Linked DNA regions of Mus musculus: regions 1, 2, 4, 5 and 6 are each linked to region 3. Evidence: chromatin contacts called from public HiChIP or PLAC-seq and promoter capture Hi-C data. All regions are on one chromosome and are shown on one strand. Each heading gives the region's core, a stretch centred on a gene start, on an enhancer-like site or on the middle of the called end of the contact. The rest is flanking DNA. Distances are from core to core; before and after follow the strand shown. Region 1 holds the start of Depdc1b (DEP domain containing 1B). Region 2 overlaps Depdc1b (DEP domain containing 1B). Region 3 overlaps Pde4d (phosphodiesterase 4D, cAMP specific). Region 4 overlaps Pde4d (phosphodiesterase 4D, cAMP specific). Region 5 overlaps Pde4d (phosphodiesterase 4D, cAMP specific). Region 6 overlaps Pde4d (phosphodiesterase 4D, cAMP specific).

The links. HiChIP or PLAC-seq counts read pairs in DNA pulled down with a chosen protein or histone mark. Capture Hi-C pulls out chosen DNA fragments and counts their contacts.
Region 1: an H3K4me3 HiChIP or PLAC-seq map of embryonic stem cells shows a contact between it and region 3, with 11 read pairs. The contact joins the promoter of Depdc1b here to the enhancer-like site in region 3. A contact is called at or near these places in 1 of 39 promoter capture datasets (liver), 9 of 115 datasets of contacts at active chromatin or transcription factors (bone marrow-derived macrophages, embryonic stem cells, forebrain and 4 more) and 1 of 9 other capture datasets (adipose tissue).
Region 2: a contact with region 3 is called in an H3K4me3 HiChIP or PLAC-seq map of bone marrow-derived macrophages, with 4 times the contacts expected there. The contact joins two enhancer-like sites. A contact is called at or near these places in 5 of 115 datasets of contacts at active chromatin or transcription factors (bone marrow-derived macrophages, embryonic limb bud, embryonic stem cells and 2 more) and 1 of 9 other capture datasets (adipose tissue).
Region 4: a promoter capture Hi-C map of liver shows a contact between it and region 3. The contact joins two enhancer-like sites. A contact is called at or near these places in 1 of 115 datasets of contacts at active chromatin or transcription factors (stem cell-derived neural progenitor cells) and 1 of 9 other capture datasets (liver).
Region 5: a contact with region 3 is called in an H3K27ac HiChIP or PLAC-seq map of embryonic stem cells, with 2.6 times the contacts expected there. The contact joins two enhancer-like sites. A contact is called at or near these places in 3 of 484 Hi-C or Micro-C datasets (embryonic stem cells and nephron progenitors) and 7 of 115 datasets of contacts at active chromatin or transcription factors (the NIH/3T3 cell line, embryonic basal ganglia and embryonic stem cells).
Region 6: a contact with region 3 is called in a FOXA1 HiChIP or PLAC-seq map of pancreatic cancer cells. The contact joins two enhancer-like sites. A contact is called at or near these places in 1 of 39 promoter capture datasets (cranial neural crest) and 5 of 115 datasets of contacts at active chromatin or transcription factors (embryonic basal ganglia, embryonic forebrain, embryonic stem cells and 1 more).

What each region holds. Positions count from the first base shown.
Region 1 is chr13:108,315,072-108,317,771 of GRCm38.p6, forward strand. Depdc1b (DEP domain containing 1B) reads left to right here and starts at 1,266. Exons shown (of 11, transcript NM_178683.4): 1 at 1,266-1,398. The coding sequence starts at 1,351.
Region 2 is chr13:108,333,716-108,336,541 of GRCm38.p6, forward strand. The region is part of intron 2 of Depdc1b (DEP domain containing 1B); the gene reads left to right. Among named protein-coding and RNA genes, the nearest start is that of Depdc1b, 19 kb to the left of the region's middle. Within about 2 kb of position 1,441, at least 43 of the 459 cell types and tissues checked have an H3K27ac peak or open chromatin away from gene starts, as enhancers often do. A contact at or near this core is called in bone marrow-derived macrophages, where this site is marked.
Region 3 is chr13:109,258,782-109,261,709 of GRCm38.p6, forward strand. The region is part of intron 3 of Pde4d (phosphodiesterase 4D, cAMP specific); the gene reads left to right. Among named protein-coding and RNA genes, the nearest start is that of Mir582, 64 kb to the right of the region's middle. Within about 2 kb of position 1,605, at least 274 of the 459 cell types and tissues checked have an H3K27ac peak or open chromatin away from gene starts, as enhancers often do. A contact at or near this core is called in the NIH/3T3 cell line, adipose tissue, bone marrow-derived macrophages and 7 more, where this site is marked.
Region 4 is chr13:109,821,221-109,824,198 of GRCm38.p6, forward strand. The region is part of intron 7 of Pde4d (phosphodiesterase 4D, cAMP specific); the gene reads left to right. Among named protein-coding and RNA genes, the nearest start is that of Mir1904, 81 kb to the right of the region's middle. Within about 2 kb of position 1,366, at least 402 of the 459 cell types and tissues checked have an H3K27ac peak or open chromatin away from gene starts, as enhancers often do. A contact at or near this core is called in liver and stem cell-derived neural progenitor cells, where this site is marked.
Region 5 is chr13:109,774,921-109,777,790 of GRCm38.p6, forward strand. All of the region lies in intron 7 of Pde4d (phosphodiesterase 4D, cAMP specific), which reads left to right. Among named protein-coding and RNA genes, the nearest start is that of Mir1904, 130 kb to the right of the region's middle. Within about 2 kb of position 1,376, at least 125 of the 459 cell types and tissues checked have an H3K27ac peak or open chromatin away from gene starts, as enhancers often do. A contact at or near this core is called in the NIH/3T3 cell line, embryonic basal ganglia and embryonic stem cells, where this site is marked.
Region 6 is chr13:109,898,214-109,900,913 of GRCm38.p6, forward strand. All of the region lies in intron 7 of Pde4d (phosphodiesterase 4D, cAMP specific), which reads left to right. Among named protein-coding and RNA genes, the nearest start is that of Mir1904, 4.2 kb to the right of the region's middle. Within about 2 kb of position 1,433, at least 22 of the 459 cell types and tissues checked have an H3K27ac peak or open chromatin away from gene starts, as enhancers often do. A contact at or near this core is called in pancreatic cancer cells, where this site is marked.

The sequences.
Region 1 (2,700 bases), core at 16-2,515, 940 kb before region 3:
TCCCTGGTGATGAACAGCAGTATGGAAGTGTAAGCTGAATAAACCTTTTCCTCCCCAACTTGCTTCTTGGTCATGATGTTTGTGCAGGAATAGAAACCCTGATTAAGACAGTGACTCACTGAGTTTAATTAGGGTTCCAAACATGAGCATGGGTGTTAGGCTCTTTACTGGAAGAAAATAGATGGCATCTCTCAGCAGCCATTCATTTCCAATAATCTCCTCACTACTGGCTCATACGCCCTTCCTGCCCTGGTATGCTAGAATATTGATTGACAGGCTCCATCGTGTGTAGGTCTTGCTGTGAATTCATGAATGAACAGCCAGGTCAACCATATTATGTTCGGAAGACAGCATCTTACGGGTGTTCATACCAGTGTCCCATGCTCAGCCCTATTTATTCTCAGGACTTTCACCAGTTTTGAGGGTCTGAATTAATCACTAGCTATTGAATTAATCACTGTCTAATATGTCTATTGCCTATCACCTTCTATGATCAAGGTGGAGTTGTTCAGCAGTCTTCACGGAGGAGTCCAGACATAGATTCATTGTCACCGAGCTAAAGGCATATAGTATAAAGTGAAGTCATTTGTCTCTTTCAACAGTTGCAAGTTGGACCAGCAATTCCCACGGGCAGGAGATGTGTAGGTGATTCAGTGCAGAGAAGACGAATTCATCAACCCCACAAAGGACTGACAATTTCTGTCAGATTCCTAAATACAAAACCTAAGTTCAAGGAGGAGAAAGATTACTGTACTTTATTTATCAAGGGAACACAGCAGACGCTGACCATGCCTCTCCTTATCGCTCTTTCTACACTCCTTATGGCAGGTTGCCTTTATCTGCTTTAGAAATGTCCTTCCCCTTGGACAGCTGTCAAGTCAACTCGCTTCCTTTCACCACCCACTTCTTCCTCTTTGCTAACCTCCGGATTCTCTGCCCTGGGTGCTGACAGGAATTATCTATCGGGTTCCAGCTAGGTTTGGCTCACTGGGCTCCGAGGCTGCAGAGCTGGTGTTCCGAGTGGACTCGCGGCAGGGACAGTCCCGGTAGGTTTTGGGCAGCGCCATCCACTGTGTGCCGGCGGTACGCGGCGCGATCAGTCATGTCCGCAAGCATCCGAGCGCCCATTGGCGAGGAGAAAGTGTTCTTTCCTCCTAGGTGCTGGAGGCGCAACCCCGGGTAGTGAAATCCAGGACACAAACAGCCCCGCCCACCACACAGTTCCTGTCACGTGCCCTCGCAACGTCCAATCAGCGCCCCGAAGCTCCGGGCTTGTGATTCAAACTGCGGCGCGGCGAGCTCCGTCTGGAGTCCCCGCCGGCGTTGCCCCGCGACTGCTGCGCGTTGGCAATGGAGCACCGCGTAGTGGGACCCGGGCCGTACCGGGCCACCAGGCTGGTGAGTGAGAGTGGGGCCGAGCCGACCCCGCGCCGCTGTCACCGCCAAGACTCGGGCAGTGTGCAGTCGCTCGGGGGTTGCCGGTGCTGGTGGTCGTGTGCCTGCTCCGGTCGCTGCTGCACACTCTGTCCCACAGCGGGCAGACGAGGCCCGGAGTCAGCCCTACCAAGGTGGCATGAACTACTTCTGCCGCCGGTAGTTGGATGCTCGGCTTTGGACGGCGCCTTCAGCCTTAACGGGGAACCGAACCTCAGGCGATCGCGTTCCCCTTTGTCCTAGGGACCTACTCTAGCTTCCAGGGCAAGATCGACCGTGGGTGGAGCCATAGGACCACCTATGGGGGTAGCTCTTGCGGACTGCGGTGCTCCAGGCAGGGCGTGACTCCTTCCTGAGTGACACTGTTGACACTTGACAAGTGTTCTTTGTAACGGTGCACTGCACGGAGGTGGATTGCCCCTCTAAGGTTCCTGCCCCCGGAGTTTCAGTTGTCAGCACCTACTTCAAGTAGCGGATCAGCTCTGATAGGTGATCTAAAAGCTTTGCTGATGCACCAGGGTAAGGGTCTTTCTTGTGGAAACAAGTTTTGCCACTCAGAAACTTATTTCTAGGAGGAAGTACTTTTACTGACTTCTCCCTCAAACGGATTAGGACAATGGAATAGACAGAAGGTTTTAGAGGACTTTGAGTTTTGTCTGTGAAGACTCATAGCTGCATTGCCTTGCAATAAAGTCTCACCTGCTCTCTACTCTGGAAAAGGTGGGGATGAATATCCAAACTCATGTTTTAGACTCATATGCTAGAGATGTAGTTTTCTTTCTTTCCAGAGCCAGGTAGTCTGTGTTCTGCGGAGTCAAGCCACCTTCTACAGATGGGAAGTTAGGTTTCAGGCTGCTAGACCTTTGTTTTATTAGACTTATGGGACGCGTGGAGAATCAAATAAAGATTATGAATCTTCACACAAAAGATCACATGGCACATGTAAAGTTTCCCCTAAGATTTTAGGGTCTGTGGTCTTGTTTCATTTGGCTGAAAACAACACATATTTGCATAGGGTCATTGGTCTGGGCTGGACTCATGTCAGCGGTTCTTCCAATGGAAATCATTCATGTGTCACTATCTGGTGATTTGACTGGCACTGGGTGGTGTCACGTGGTACCCTGGTCTTCAGTGTTGGTTGAACCAAGTTTTGACAGGTTTGCTCAGATTCTTCATAAAGTGGGCTCATGGTATCATGACATTTTGTTCACACATCATTGGCCAAAGCAAATGAAATGGCTGAGTCTATAATCTAGACATTCATTT
Region 2 (2,826 bases), core at 191-2,690, 930 kb before region 3:
TCACGTGGCTGGCTGGCAGTTACAAAGTGAGGCTGTCACTACTCTTCTTCCAGTATCCATCCATAACCGAAAGCTCGCAGGGAGTGGTAGGGCCCCCCAAGGTCCCCCCTGGCCTCCAGTCGGCTGTAGCCAGGCCCAGTCTGGTGCAGGCTCCAGAGTGGCAGCTGTAGATGCTGTGCCACCATGACTGCAGTGGCCCTGGTAACATCTTACAGCCCTTCTTGTCTTATGGTTCCTGCATTCTCCCTGCTCCCTCTCCCTCTGTGTTGCCTGAGCCTGAGACTGGAGAGGACGCACGTCCTGTTGAGGACTGAAAAATTCAACTATTGATTCTTCTCTTTAGTAGCTGTGAGTCCTTGCATTCACTTCTCTTCATTGCAAAGGGAAAATTTTCTCAATGCTCAAGAAGGCACTAGATGGGAGACTGCCCATGCCCATCAGTTGGTAGAGCCAATGCTGTGAAAATGACCATAGTGCCCAAAGCACTTAAAGATGCAGTGCAACCCGAATTAAAGTTTCTGTGCCACTCTTCAAAGAAAGAGAAAAAACGACCTTAAGGGTTCATGTGCAAATTAAAGAGCTTGGGTAGCCAGGGCCAATCAGGGTCAAAATGAATGCTGGAGGTATTGCCATATCTGATCTGAGGTTATACTACAAAGTCATAGTAATCAAAGAAGTACACAAACTGATTTTTATCAACATAGAAGCATTAGGTTATGACTTTTTTAAAAAAAAACTTTTTCTCCTCCGCCTGTTTTCTCCGATCTCCTTCTTCTGTTTTATCCTCCCACCCCAGACCTCCTTTCCAGTTTCACATCACATCTGTCCTTTTGCCTACCCTGCCCACTTCGACACCCTGTCTCCTCCTTATGGTCTGCTGCTAATTCATAGTCTATACCTATCCTCCACCCCTCATTTATGTACATACAAACATATAACATCAGGATCCACATATAAGCGAGAGCACGTGACCCGGGTCACTGCATTTAGTGTAATACTCTCCTGATCCTTTTGTTATGCTCCAGATTTCATTGTTGTGTATAGCTGAGTAAATTCCACCATGTGTATGAGACAGTCTACTTTTTCACCCATGGGCGTATAGGCAGGTCTCCATTTCCTCCTTCTTGTGAATAATTTTGAAATAAGTGTGGATGTGCATATCCCTTGTGGTAGCATATAGCGTCTTTTGGGTATGTGCCTAGGAGTGACAAAGCTGGGCCATGTGGTAGTTATAGTTTTAAGGTTTTAAAAGATGTTCATAGCAACTTCCATAATGGCTGTCCTAGTCAATTAGATCTTTAAGACTCTTTGGCACAGTGCTATGCTGTGTGTGTGTGTGTGTGTGTGTGTGTGTGTGTGGTGTGTGTGGTGTGTGTGTGTGTGTAAAATCTCTGAGAGGTTGGTCTTGTATACATAGCATAATGCTAGTCTTGAACTCCAAGTTCTCCTGCCTCTGAGTGCTGGGATTACAGGTGTGTGCTGCCAGGCCTCCTCTAAGGTCTGTTTTAAATGACTCTAAATATTGAGTCTCGTGCTTCCCATACTAAGGCAGGAAAGAAAGTGTAACCGGATTCTTCCTGTTCCTGCCTTTGCAATGGAGAGGATAAACAGACGAACCAAAGCATATTTAATTAATTACCTACAGGAAACCATAGCAAATAATAAATGAGAATTGCTGTCCAGGCAGTCCGTGGAGTGACTCATCTATTTTGCTTGGTCGGCATAGTAATTTTAGTTACTGTTTTATGTCTTCCTCTTTCCGTGCTTTCTATTTTTTTGGGGTGGGGGTAGGGGCAGGGTTATGCTTCCATGTTGTTAAGATTTTACAAAATACAGAAGATACATACAATGACGAGCCTCCTTCCTATCTCTTTCCTTCAGCCAAGCACTTCCATTCCTCAGTGACACCTAATGTTACTAGTTGTGGCCATGTCTTAAAAAATGCTGCAGCTGCTGCCGGCCAGATGTGGTGGGGAACTGTAGTTCAGTTACGTGAAAGGTAGGCTGATTACTTAGGTCCAGGTGCTTGGGCAGCATAGCACGAGACCTATATTAAGACAGGAGGGTTAGGAGCTCGCCAGGCTCTTGATGGCACACAGCCCAGTGGGCACGCTCTCTGCCATTTCCCTTATGATTATGTTATCTGCCTGGCTTAGGTAGGAACTGCATCCGTGACGCGGTCAGTATAGAGGGAGCCCTTCGGGGCTTTGTATAGAGGGAAGGAGGATTACTTCAGCAGGGCTCCTGTGGGTAGGGTAGGATTTGGACAGTAAAGGATGGGAGGTAAGACCAAGGCTGCCAGTCAGAAGCCCACCAATCAGAAAAAAAGCCGTAGGAGAGAAACATGGCTGGTCAGAGGGGCGAATTAGGTGGAAGTTTTTAATTAATGGCGATGGAATAGATATTTTTATATTTATTTTTTGTGTATGAGTGTTCTGCCAGCATGTACGTGCACCAGGGCGTCAGATCCCCTTTGTCCAGAGTTAGAGGTGGTTGGTAGCCAAACCTAGGTGCTGAGAATGGAAGCTGGGCCCTCTTCAGGAGAAACACGCGCTCTAAACCACTGAGCCGTCTCTCCATCCCTAGAGAGGACCTGTGCTTCGTGAGAAGGCAGCTGGGGCAAGAGCTTTGACCAGCGGTGAGGCCTGTGTTCTATGTAGTTAATTTAATGACGTGGGCGCATGGACTGTAAAGCAGCTGGGACCGCAGGACGGGAGTGCTGAGTGTGTGGGAGGGCTTTTCCTCACAGGCTACGCTGAGCTTTGTCTGAGGTCCCATAGTCCGTTTTTTTTTAGTTTTTTTGAGACAGGGTTTCTCTGTGTAGCC
Region 3 (2,928 bases), core at 355-2,854:
ATATCCATAGCAGTGTTTCTAGGGGTGAATTAAGTAAAACAAAACAAAACAAAACTTAATTCTTCAAATTTCAATCTTTGGATGAAGTATTCAAATTAAACCATGGAATGTGTGTCCTAGTGAATTGTTACAGGCAAGATGGGTGGAGGTGAATTGTTACAGGAGAGATTGGTGGAGTAGCTGATCTTAGGTTTTGCTGAACAGAACTTCAGAGCATCTTTTCCGTATCTATAACATTTGAAAGTCAAAGACTTTACTTTTAAGGGGCAACAAGGCTGGGGAGAAGTATGGACACTTACAGTTAACAGAGACTATAGAACTGTTTCATACCGCCTCACAGCCCCCCATTCCCAAACATTGTATCTAATTATTTAACCCTCCATTTGGGGGGAGGGGGCTGGAGGTATTTTGTAGCTCCTCAAAGAGGTATTGTTTTTTCAAGTGTAAAATAATCTGAGATCCCCCAAAAGTCACCAGGGTGCTAGAGATAGCCCTGTGCCAGACTCCTGCTCTTTCCCACCATTCCAGGAGCCACACAACACAGAGAGTTAATCAGGTTTTATTGCTTGCTTCCTTGTATTAACATTTTCTTCATTTTAATTTACTCCCTTCCGGTAAGAAAATACTTTCTTTTCTTTATTTTAAATCTTCTCTAAATAAGTTTATTGAAGCTATATTTTCCACAAATTGAAATATTCTTTTAAAAGAAATTATGAAAGGCTTGATTTATTTTACCCTCTCGTGGCTGAATATCAATTAAACATAACATAATGTAACAATTGAAACCTTACTTCTTTCTTTTTTTTTTTTTTTTAACTATTTCTGTGAAAATAACCAGTTCCTTGCAGGAGGAGGCAAGTTTAACTACAAAGAGATTACAAACAAGTTTGTGGGTCTGAATAGTGTTGCTTGGTGCTTTGAAAGAACCATAATTAACAAGGTTGTAAAAGCCAACAGTCTCTGTTCACGTCCTTCCTGTGTAACGTTTTGAAACCTTTGGTTTGTCTCTGGAGGGGGGAGTATTCGCTTATGATTTGTCTCATAGGATACATCAGACTGAATTTAGAAGCAGGGAACCATTCCTTCTTGTCTAGCTACTGGATATTTATTCTTCCCTTATTAAAGGGGGAAAAAAAAGAATTAAGAAAGAAAAGGAAGGAAGGAAGGAAGGAAGGAAGAAGGAAGGAAGGAAGGAAGGAAGGAAGGAAGGAAGGAAGGAAGGAAAGAAAAGGAAAGGAAAGGAAAGGAAAGGAAAGAAAAGAAAAGAAAAGAAAAGAAAAGAAAAGAAAAGAAAAGAAAAGAAAAAAAAAGAAAAAACTAAAGCACTAGTAATTTTCTTTTATGAATGTAGACCATAGGGAGATAAATAGCCCCTGCCTGCCTGAGAGGAAGGTCAAGTTCCAAGTTTTTCTTTCCTTTACATTCAGGAATAAGCAAATGGAAAGGCAGGCCAAACAGAGGAGTAGCAGGCGTCTGATGGTTAAGCCCTCCCCCCAGGACTTTTTATGTACATAAGCAGGAGTCACTGGAGCAGCTGCGCCGCATTAGTTCCGATAGTTTAACAGGCTGCTCTGCAGGCTGACAAAAGCCGAGCTAGCGCGGTGGCTTCCCTCCATGTTCCCGAGCCTCCCGAGCTCTGCTCGTCAAGTGATCTTTGGCTGGGGCTGGGGGAGGAGGGTGACGTTGAACAGGCTTCGGCGGGGGAGTGTGCTCGCCTGGTCTACACCCAGCAGCCTGCACCGAGAGACTGAGGCAGGGGCGGAATGAACTAACAGCAGCTGGATCCGACCTGTTTCCCTGGACATTCCTCAGACTCCGGATCAAGGGACTCACTGGAAACAGGCCAGGCAACCACGTTGCCCTGGATTGTGGCCAACTGTACAAAGTTGACCAGGAAAATGGCTCAGCAGACGACAAGCCCGGACACCCTTACAGTCCCTGAAGTGGATAATCCGCATGTTCCAAACCCATGGCTCAATGAGGATCTTGTGAAATCCCTGCGGGAAAACCTGTTGCAGCACGAAAAGTCAAAGACAGCGAGGAAATCCGTTTCTCCCAAGCTCTCCCCGGTGATTTCTCCCAGGAATTCCCCCAGGCTCCTGCGCAGGATGCTTCTGAGTAGCAACATCCCCAAACAGCGCCGCTTCACAGTGGCACATACATGGTAAGGTCTGCACCGACCCCTGAAATGTTAGCCATACCGTATGGTTCAGTGATTTTTGCTCCTCCTGCAGCCTTGGGGGTGGGGAGGAAGATCTCTATTCCACTCCTGTGATTTATCGGAAGTAATCTACCTCCATAGTATGTCCCACCGATGCCCAAGTCAGGGCAGGAATCCTAGAGATAGGTAATAGGAGTGGTTGAGGTGGGTGGTTCTAAGAGCTCAGTCTCTATTGCAAGTTCCTACAAGAAAATTGGATTCCAGATGTCCAAAAGGAATGTAGGTTTGCTCCCATACCTAAGTAGTGGCGTTTCTTTGATTTCTTATGCTAATATCCCTACCAGGTTCTCCTAATTGGACCAGAACAGAGGGGAGGCTCCTCACACTTAGCGTCTCCTGAGTGATACTCCGTGCAAACAGAGATGCTCACAGTAGTGTGTACAGATGAGCCCCTCCCCCCCGCCCCCCAAACTGCCTCCAGCTTTATTGTGTTGATAATTTTCATCGTGCCTTTTCAGGGAAGAGGAAAGGGATTAGGAAGCCCGCAGGAAGTGATGGGCAACCCCTTGTTACTCTGATCTTGTTTTTCTTGAATTTGAATGCTTTGAATGTTTTGCACTTATATTTCCTTCATGAATATTTTATCATCTTTATAATGGGTGAGGTTATTTTATGCACTTGCTTCCATGTTTTGTTTGTTTTGTTTTGTTTTGTTTTTTCTGGAGGACTTTCAATATTTTCTTGCTCTTGAAAATATCAAATATTGA
Region 4 (2,978 bases), core at 116-2,615, 560 kb after region 3:
TAAGCTAGGATTGCAAGCACAAACAGATGCTACCACACCTTGAATTTTAACATGGCTTTTGCAGATTTAACTCAGATCCTCTAGCCCACAGTCAGTTTACCAACTGTCTCCCCCACCTTCATCACACACACACAACACACACACACACGAAATACAGAAGGAAAGAAAGAAAACAAGCTTAAAAATAACATTTATTTTATTTTAAAAGATCAGCACTGGAATACCATGACAGTGTGAGCATTAGTTTTTTATCAGTCTTGTGGGGGTAATGACTGTGTGATCTTGAATACACCATACAACCGTCTTTGGGCTTCAGTACCTCATATGAATGCAGAAGGGTTGAGTGAAGTACAGGCTGGCATCCTTCAGTGTCAGGATTCTAAATATTTCTACACAGAACTAATAGCTCTACCTTGAGGTGTTAAACAGAGTTTCTTCTGAACAGTTGCTCCTACTAAGTTGGTTATAGGCAGTTTGGCAATCTTAGAGAAGTGATTGTACCAACATTTGATTCATCTGTATTGATGTCAGACAGGCAATGCCTGCTTAGATTAGGTGTTCACCATCCTGCCATGCTAAGTGTCCTTGGGTCTTTACAGCCTTCCAGTTGAGCTATAGCCAAATCTGAAATCTGAAGGTAGAGTTGAACCCTAATAAACTTGACTGCAAACAGAGGCTGTTTCTTTAGCAGCATAATAGCAGTCCGCAGCTCCCGGGGAGGAAATGAATAACGAACTTGAACTTAGAACCTAGTGCGTCCCTTGAAAGTTGAGCACGTCAGTGAGATTTCTCCAACAGTTACACTGACAGTAAAATGTTCAGTTCACAGTGATACCGTTTTATACTGAGCTATGGTTATTTTCTTCATCCCCACAATCTTATTTCTTAAACAAAATGTTTATGAAAAGGAAGGAAAAGGTGTTCACTGCAGTATGAAGTCAATATGGTTCTGATTCAGAGAGTAAAAACCAAGATCACTTCAAGGACTGAGCCTGCAACACAGTATAAGAAAATAATCTTCTATCAAAAGCTTTAGTGAACCCTAAAGACAGACCAGGAGCAGGGTTGGCTGGCTTCCATCCTGGGATCAGAAGCACGGAACACGGATCTGCAAGCTGAGGGAGGTCTACATTCTACTCAGCAATCTTGTCCCCTTTGGGTCCTTGAAGGAGAGGACACTAGAGGACAGGATCCTAACTGACAAGCCACAGACTAAGGCGGCTGCTTTGCAGAGCACAACTCTGGCTTGCTGGAACGAAGGAGCCTTGCCTTGCTGAAATCCGGTCCGCGTTTTGCTGAGAGCCCAGACGCTGTGAATAAGAGGAGCCTCTGAGGGCTGGTTTCTGATGTCGCACTCGGCACGATAAGAATGCCATTGACGTCAGCAGAGTCATCATCAGGGAGAATGGCACCCCAGCTCTTGAAACCACACCAAGCAATTGCAGTGCTTTTGAAAATTAAAAGCCGGTGCTGGGGAGTGGGGGCGGGGAGGGAAAGGCGCTGAGGGGAAGCAGTGGCTCCAACCGAACTGTCTTTCTTTTGTGCATTTCCTGTATTTTCAAAAAGAAGAAGAAAAGCAGACACACAGTGCTCCCCTGAGCATGCACACACACACACACACACACACACACACACACACACACACACACACACACAGCTGCAGGGGCTCCTTCAACCTAAATGAGAGCATTAAGGAGAGATAAGGAGGGACTAAGGGAGGAAGAGGGAGAGAGAAAGAGGGAGAGAGGGAGGGAGAGAGACAGAGAAAACAGAGAGAGAATATGATTTTAATTTGTTAACATTTCTGAATCCAGATAAAACAAACTTTGCCACCCAGCTGCTGGACAGAAGCCCCGAGCCACAGGGGAAAACATCAGCCAATGAGAACAGAATTGCTGAACCCAAACTGATAGCTTACACTGTGTGTCCACACACAGATTACAAGAGAGGAATTAAACACTTCAAAAGAGCTACTGCAAAGTAAACCTCTCCTCCCCACACTTTCCACCACACACACACACACACACACACACACACACAGACACACACAGACACACACACACAGACACACACACACACACACACACACACAGACACACACACACACACAGACACACACACACACACACAGACACACACACACACAGACACACACACACACACACACACTATTCAGAGCTTTTGAGTGTCTGACTGAAAAAAACTGACAAAAGTTGAAGGTTTGGAAAGGGTCCGCGCTAGGCTGTGTGATGTCAGCTTCCAGAGGCAGTCCTAAGAACATCACCTCACGCTGAATTCAAAGGCCACCTAGTCTGGAAAAGGTCTTGGAGTTAGGCAGACTTTGAAAACATTTTTTTTTTTTTTAAATGGCGAAATGTGACTCTTAGAAATTTCCCATTTAACCTAATCCTTTTTCTTTGCCTCTACCGATTGTAGGCAGGCTCCACCCTCACCTCCCCTAGCACTAAGAGAAGGAGATAGCATGGGTTTGATGATATCAGCAGCCCCGGGCCACATGCTTTATTTTACAGCATTGATTGGCAGCTTCCCAAGTCCATGGGATCTTTTGCTGACCTGCTTTTCAGATCCGTATCTCCCAGTCACACCAGAAAGAATCCCTTCTGAGCCTGGGAAATGTGAGCCTCGGAAACAAAAGGGCATTTGCACTAAAGCAGAATCTGGCAGAAAGCATGGGTTTAATAAATTGCATCATGTGAAAGTTCCCTGTCAGATGCACTGGCAGCAGAGAAACAGGCACACGCATGCGGGAAGGGAGCTCGCTCCTCATCCAAAGACTGAGTTCCTTTTGAAAAGGAAGACGCGATAAACAGCATCTCTCTCCAAAATATACATTATACATGCATAATAGAGAGAGCAGCGTGTGGAACATGTACATCTAGCCTGTCTTTCCTGTGAGAGCAGAAAGAGAGAGAGCTAAGTACCCATAGAGGGATTTGGGCTGTGTGTTATCAAAGGAT
Region 5 (2,870 bases), core at 126-2,625, 520 kb after region 3:
CTGAGGGCATATTTTGTGAGCACATGCATGGAGTTCTTAGTGAGCGCAACTCCATGGAACCCGAGACCCTTGCTCAGACACACAGTGCAGCCCTCTGGAGAGGAGCTTCCCCCACCCCCTTCGTGCACAATAGGCAAATCATAGTGGGGGGGGGGCGAGTAGAAGGCAATGTTCTTTTCTTCTCTGATGCTTTTGCCTTGAGGGTACTTGTATCTACCTTGTAGGTAGGGCGACCATCTCCCCCCCCCCCAAAAAAAAAACAATGTAGGATACTGGTGGAATGATTCGTGACCAACAAGCAATCTTGGTTTCTCCGTGGTCAGTGTACCTCCCCTCCCCCACAGCACTTTGCCGGTGCCCAAACCAAACTCAAGGGAGAGTCTATTCACTCAAGGTCACAGAACTGAAGCAGTCCCTGGGTTGTCTCTGCAATTTTTACATAACACTGAGAGGAAATCATTATCTGCTGGAATTAGGCAATTATGGTGAAGAAGGCCTCATTTGTACCTCTTACTAGTTTGTGACCTGGGGCTTATCTAGAATGGCAAACTAATTAGCTGTCATTAACTGCTTAGAGCAGCTGCGTTGTTACAGACCACTGTAGACAACACACACACACACACACACACACACACACACACACACACACACACACCACTGACGAAAGTCTCATTTACTTCCCAAGCTTTGCAAACCGAGGTGGGAACATGGGCAGGGAAAAGGCCTCTTTTCTCAGTAATCTAGAAAAACAAGTACGCTTGAAAAACCTAAAAGCTACCAACAAGAACAGTGATGATCCTGGTGTTGAGACTTGATACTTGACTGTCTGAGATTTGAGATACCCAGAAAAGATGACACATCGCTTGGGGCTCATCTATCCTTACGATCACGTCCTGGGAGGGGTGGAAAGGAGTTTTTGTCTATTTGTTTGTTTTGTTTTGTTGCAAAGCCAGTGGGGACACTTTCAGATAAAACCTGCAAGGGTGAACCCCAATTCTCTCCAGCTTTAATTTCTAACTAGAGAACAGAGATATGAGTACCTGCCACTCAGAACCGTTGCAAGAATGCAAGCAGATAAGTTACAGAAAGGGTAAAGGCCGGTCATCAGGTCATAAGTGGCTCCCCAAGTATTCCGTTGGGCAGTTCTGTCCCCTCGCTTCCCATTTGTTCCTAACCCCTGTTTTGGCACGGGAGAGTGGAGGTTACAGAGGATTGCGGTGGCCTTCTGTCATTTCTCACTCCGAACGTCTCGGGATGCTTTTGTTCCAGGCGGTAACACCCACACATTTTCAATGCTTCCTGTATCACGTATAACCTAGGTCCGGAGCCAGTTACTCGTAGCAGAAGCAAAGAGGATGTGGGGCCAGTAGAGGGCAGCAGAGAGGCAAAAATGCCCAAGCTCTGAGAGTGTGGGGACCAAGTCATGATGACGGGACAGAAAGTACTTTTGAACGTTCCTTTCATTTTAAACCAAGGTTAAGAAAGTTAACTGCAGTGCAGCCACCTCTCAGAACCTTGTCATCCTCAATATCACCTGCACTACGCTTCTTAAGTTTACTATTATCATCTTCTTTATGTAATCATATTCAATTGAGAATTTTCATGCAGCAACAAACCTCAAAGGAAATCTATTTGGATGTCTTTATTGGAAATGTGAGAAAAACCAAGGCTGCTGAGAGAAAACACTACTTTGTGGCTGAACTGGGAATAACTCCTCATCCTTGCTCTGAGCCCAAGCCTTAAACCCTGACCCCCAACCATAAACAAGCAAACACTAGATAGAATAGTAAGTTTAAAGAAATGTATGCTTACAAGACACCACAGGGAATATGAAAGAATGTTAATTTCTGAGTAGCAGGTAGCTTTAGACTATTATGGACTTAAAAATCACAAAAATGTCTTGGGCCAATATCTCACTGGAAATGCCTTCATATTTAGAGCTATTTGAATAACATCTAGTAGTGATTCTAGAGGTAGGGGGATAGCCAGCCTAAAACAATGGCTTTTGCTTTTGTCTCTAAGGTCTTATATCAAAACAACACACTCCCTCTGTCCCTGTAGAGGGGACAGGAAAAGTGACAGGCAGAAAGCCATGTACACAGAGTTCTGGTCCAGAAAAAACACTGGCCATTCCACTTAGAACTATTTTAACCTGGATGCTCTTGATCCCATCAAGAAAAGAATGTTTACTCTGAATAGAATTCTGTCAGTCAGGAAGCCCGAGGATTAAAAGTGAAGTATCCAAATGCTAGTTAGTCAAAACACAGCGGGAAGAAACTCGGTCTTCAGCTGTCATTGTTCTGAAGGATAAAGCAAAACTGAAGGTCTACTTGACAAGTTGTTAGCACAACCAACCCAAGGTATTTAAGAGAACAATGGTTTCTCTTAGGATGTGGGCCATTTGCTTAAGCACTTTCACCTTATTAAAGAAAAGGAGCCAAGTTGTAGGGTTTTTTTGTTTTTTTGTGTGATAGTAATGATACTAGTAATTATTTAGATCTTTTTTAGTCTCTGTGTCCCATGCATATACGTGATAAAAAGAGTAGGATATATTATTTATTAAAATATACTATATTATATATTCACATGTATTTAAAATAATATATGGTGGGGCTTCCTTCAAGAAATGAGATCCCTGTGTAAGAGCGTCTTGGGTGCTGAGGAGACAATGAACTGCAAAGTGCATAAGGATCACAGCAGAGCGAGCCATCTTCAGAGAAACCCCGCCCCCTCATCACTGGCTTTCTGGTATCACCTTTTAAATTGTCCTGTAGTAAGAGAAAATCTAGTGCCAAGGGACCTGTCACTCCAGAGGAGTGCTCAGTGGGCTCTTTCTGGGTGTGCCTGAAATGTTGCTGATGCTTCATGCT
Region 6 (2,700 bases), core at 183-2,682, 640 kb after region 3:
AACTGTCTATAGGTTCAGGTGTTTGGATTAGAAATATCCTTTCTGCCTTCCTCCGTTCTCTTCTATGCATTAGTTACTTAACATCGTGTTGTAACAAAATACCTGACTAAACCACATAGGCAACATATAGGAAGAGTCAGCGGAGATACGGAAGGTGTGGTGAGACTCATGAAGGCAAGAGCGTGTGACTGGAACTCCTTCTGCCTCACATCTCATGGAGTAGAGGGGAAGAGCTGGTGCTCACGTGGCTTGTTGCTCTCACCCTTCTTAGCCGCCTGGCTGATGGTCTGATGCTGCTCACACTTCAGAAGGCTCCTGGCTCTTCCATCAGTTGTTTCCTAGAAGGCTCTCATAGACTAGCCTGAAGGTGCTGGGTGCTTTTGACAATCTCCATTAATAGCCATGTTCAGTTTCTTTTCTCAAGATTAAGGTCTCCCTGCCCCACTTGTATCCAGTGTGACTTGAATGCCCCCTTTTATTGTCCCATAGCCTATTCTCCTCCTTCCTTTTCTACTGTATGGTGCTAAAATTGTCATCGACGATGGGCTCTAGTCTCGCATTGGATAAGGGTCACACTCTTACACACTTCAAACTCTAATAAAGTTCATGGCACATAGTGTCTCATGAACGTTGAGTTATTGATGAGATTAGAAGTTAATAGACCTCAATCCATTTGCAAAATTCTACTAGAGCACTTGTCAACTTTAGGAGGAAAAAAAAATCATAGCTAGTGGCAAATAGGAAGAAAATTCATTAAAATGACACAACATCTTCACTTTGAACATATCTTTGAAGCCAGGGGTGAAAGTTTATATATTTGATAAGATTTAAAAATACTTCAAAACAATAAGTTGATTCCAGAAATATCCTAGGAAATGAGGGCAGCTTGCTCTTGGCTCTCAGGCTTCAACATGTTACATAGACATGCTGAGAGAAGCTAGGGCCTTCCTTCATGTGTTTCTCATCAGATAAAATGCAATAGAGCTAACCTGGACAGATCTTTCCCTGTAGCAGAGCCAAAGAATGACTAGCTCACATGGGAGGCAGAAGTCTACCTCCTCCTCCTCCGGACACCATCAATTCTCTCACTAGGAACAAAGGACATGTAAGTGAGGATTGGCTGAGGAGAAACTGGAATTAATTAAAAAGTCATGTTCGAGCATTTTCTCTTAGAAGCTGTCTGATGTATTTGTTTCAATTTAAAAGCAATCAGAATCAGCTGTGATCGCTCTGTAAGACTTTTTAAGAAGAGTTGCAAATGACACCCAAAGTTTGTGTTCTCTCTCTCTCTCTCTCTCTCTCTCTCTCTCTCTCTCTCTCTCTCTCTCTCTCTCTCTCTCTATCTGGTTTTTAGTAGTAGGCCGTAGGCCTCTCTAGGAATGACAACAGACTTATACTGACCTTTAGCCTCACAAATATTGACAAAGAAACTAGCTAGCATTTACAAAGTTTCATGTCCTGTAGCACAGATCTTTTTGCCTCTCAGTCAGTTGTGGGTAAGAGTAATGGGTCCAACATTTCCCAAGGAGGCTGAGTACAGCCTCTGGCCAACTGCTGTGGCTCCTAGCTGACGGCGCTTTTCCCTTTCAAAGACAAGCTGCTGCTTCAGCATCCTCTCCTGGAGTCCTTGGCAAGATTTCAGGCCATGTGTCAGGGGAACCCTTGCGCACATTACTATGACGGAAGCCAAGTGCTGGCCCACAAATATTGAGTATTACTTATACCCAGGAGAGTTGAAGCAGACGCCTGGGTATGGCACAGCTCAGGGTGCCTTGAAGAACACAGAATAACAGAACCCACCGATGTTTATTGTTACTCCACAGCTGCCTGTGACACAGCCCTTTTGCAGTCCACGTGGAGTTTAGCCAATAGCGTTTGGTGGGGCATTTTCCTCTCAGTAGCCCCTCAAATGAAGCAAGATTCGCACAGTTAAATAGAAAAGTTTTCATATATATTTTTAAGTAGGGCCACAGCATATACGACCCCCTAGGGGGCACTCTATTAATGAATGCAACCTGTGTTCTTGGTAAAGGCCACTATTAAACTGGTTCGCTGTGTTTGGCCAGCTAGCTGCCGATGGCATTTAGGTGTGTTGTTTGGTGGGGTGACTCAATTTCCTGTAGGATAGCTGGCAACTCCACATTGAATTCTCCCACTCGCCAGGGGAGGAGGGATAGAAAGGTCAGTTAGGCCTTGTCTTAGAACAGTGGGGTTTAAAATGCCTGAACTTGAAGACATAATAATGACCCTGAAAAACTGTAGCTTGTCACACTGTCTCAGTCCCGGAGTTTGAAAGAAGTAAATTCTAACGCGACAAACCCAGCATTGGTTTTATAAACGAAATTTGTTTATTCCGCCGTATGTAAATATTCTCTCAGCAGTATGTACAAATGCTGGAGGTTAATTTCATTCTTTAAATACATAGAGAGCATGTGGAACATTTTTGAACGTATGTATGTGACCTTACTTGATTTCTGATAGTCAAAATGGCTAAGCCATGACTTCAATATAAACTGGATCTTTGGCAACCAATTGCTCCTCACGTTGCTATACCACCCACTTAAAGGCAAAGCCCATGTCTAAGTGTCTTGAAACATTAAATTGAAACTTTCCGGAGTTACTGTTTCTCATAAAAAAAAAAAAGACTGAAATATAATACATAGAGCCATATTCTGCTAGGTCCGAGGTCTGAATTCTACT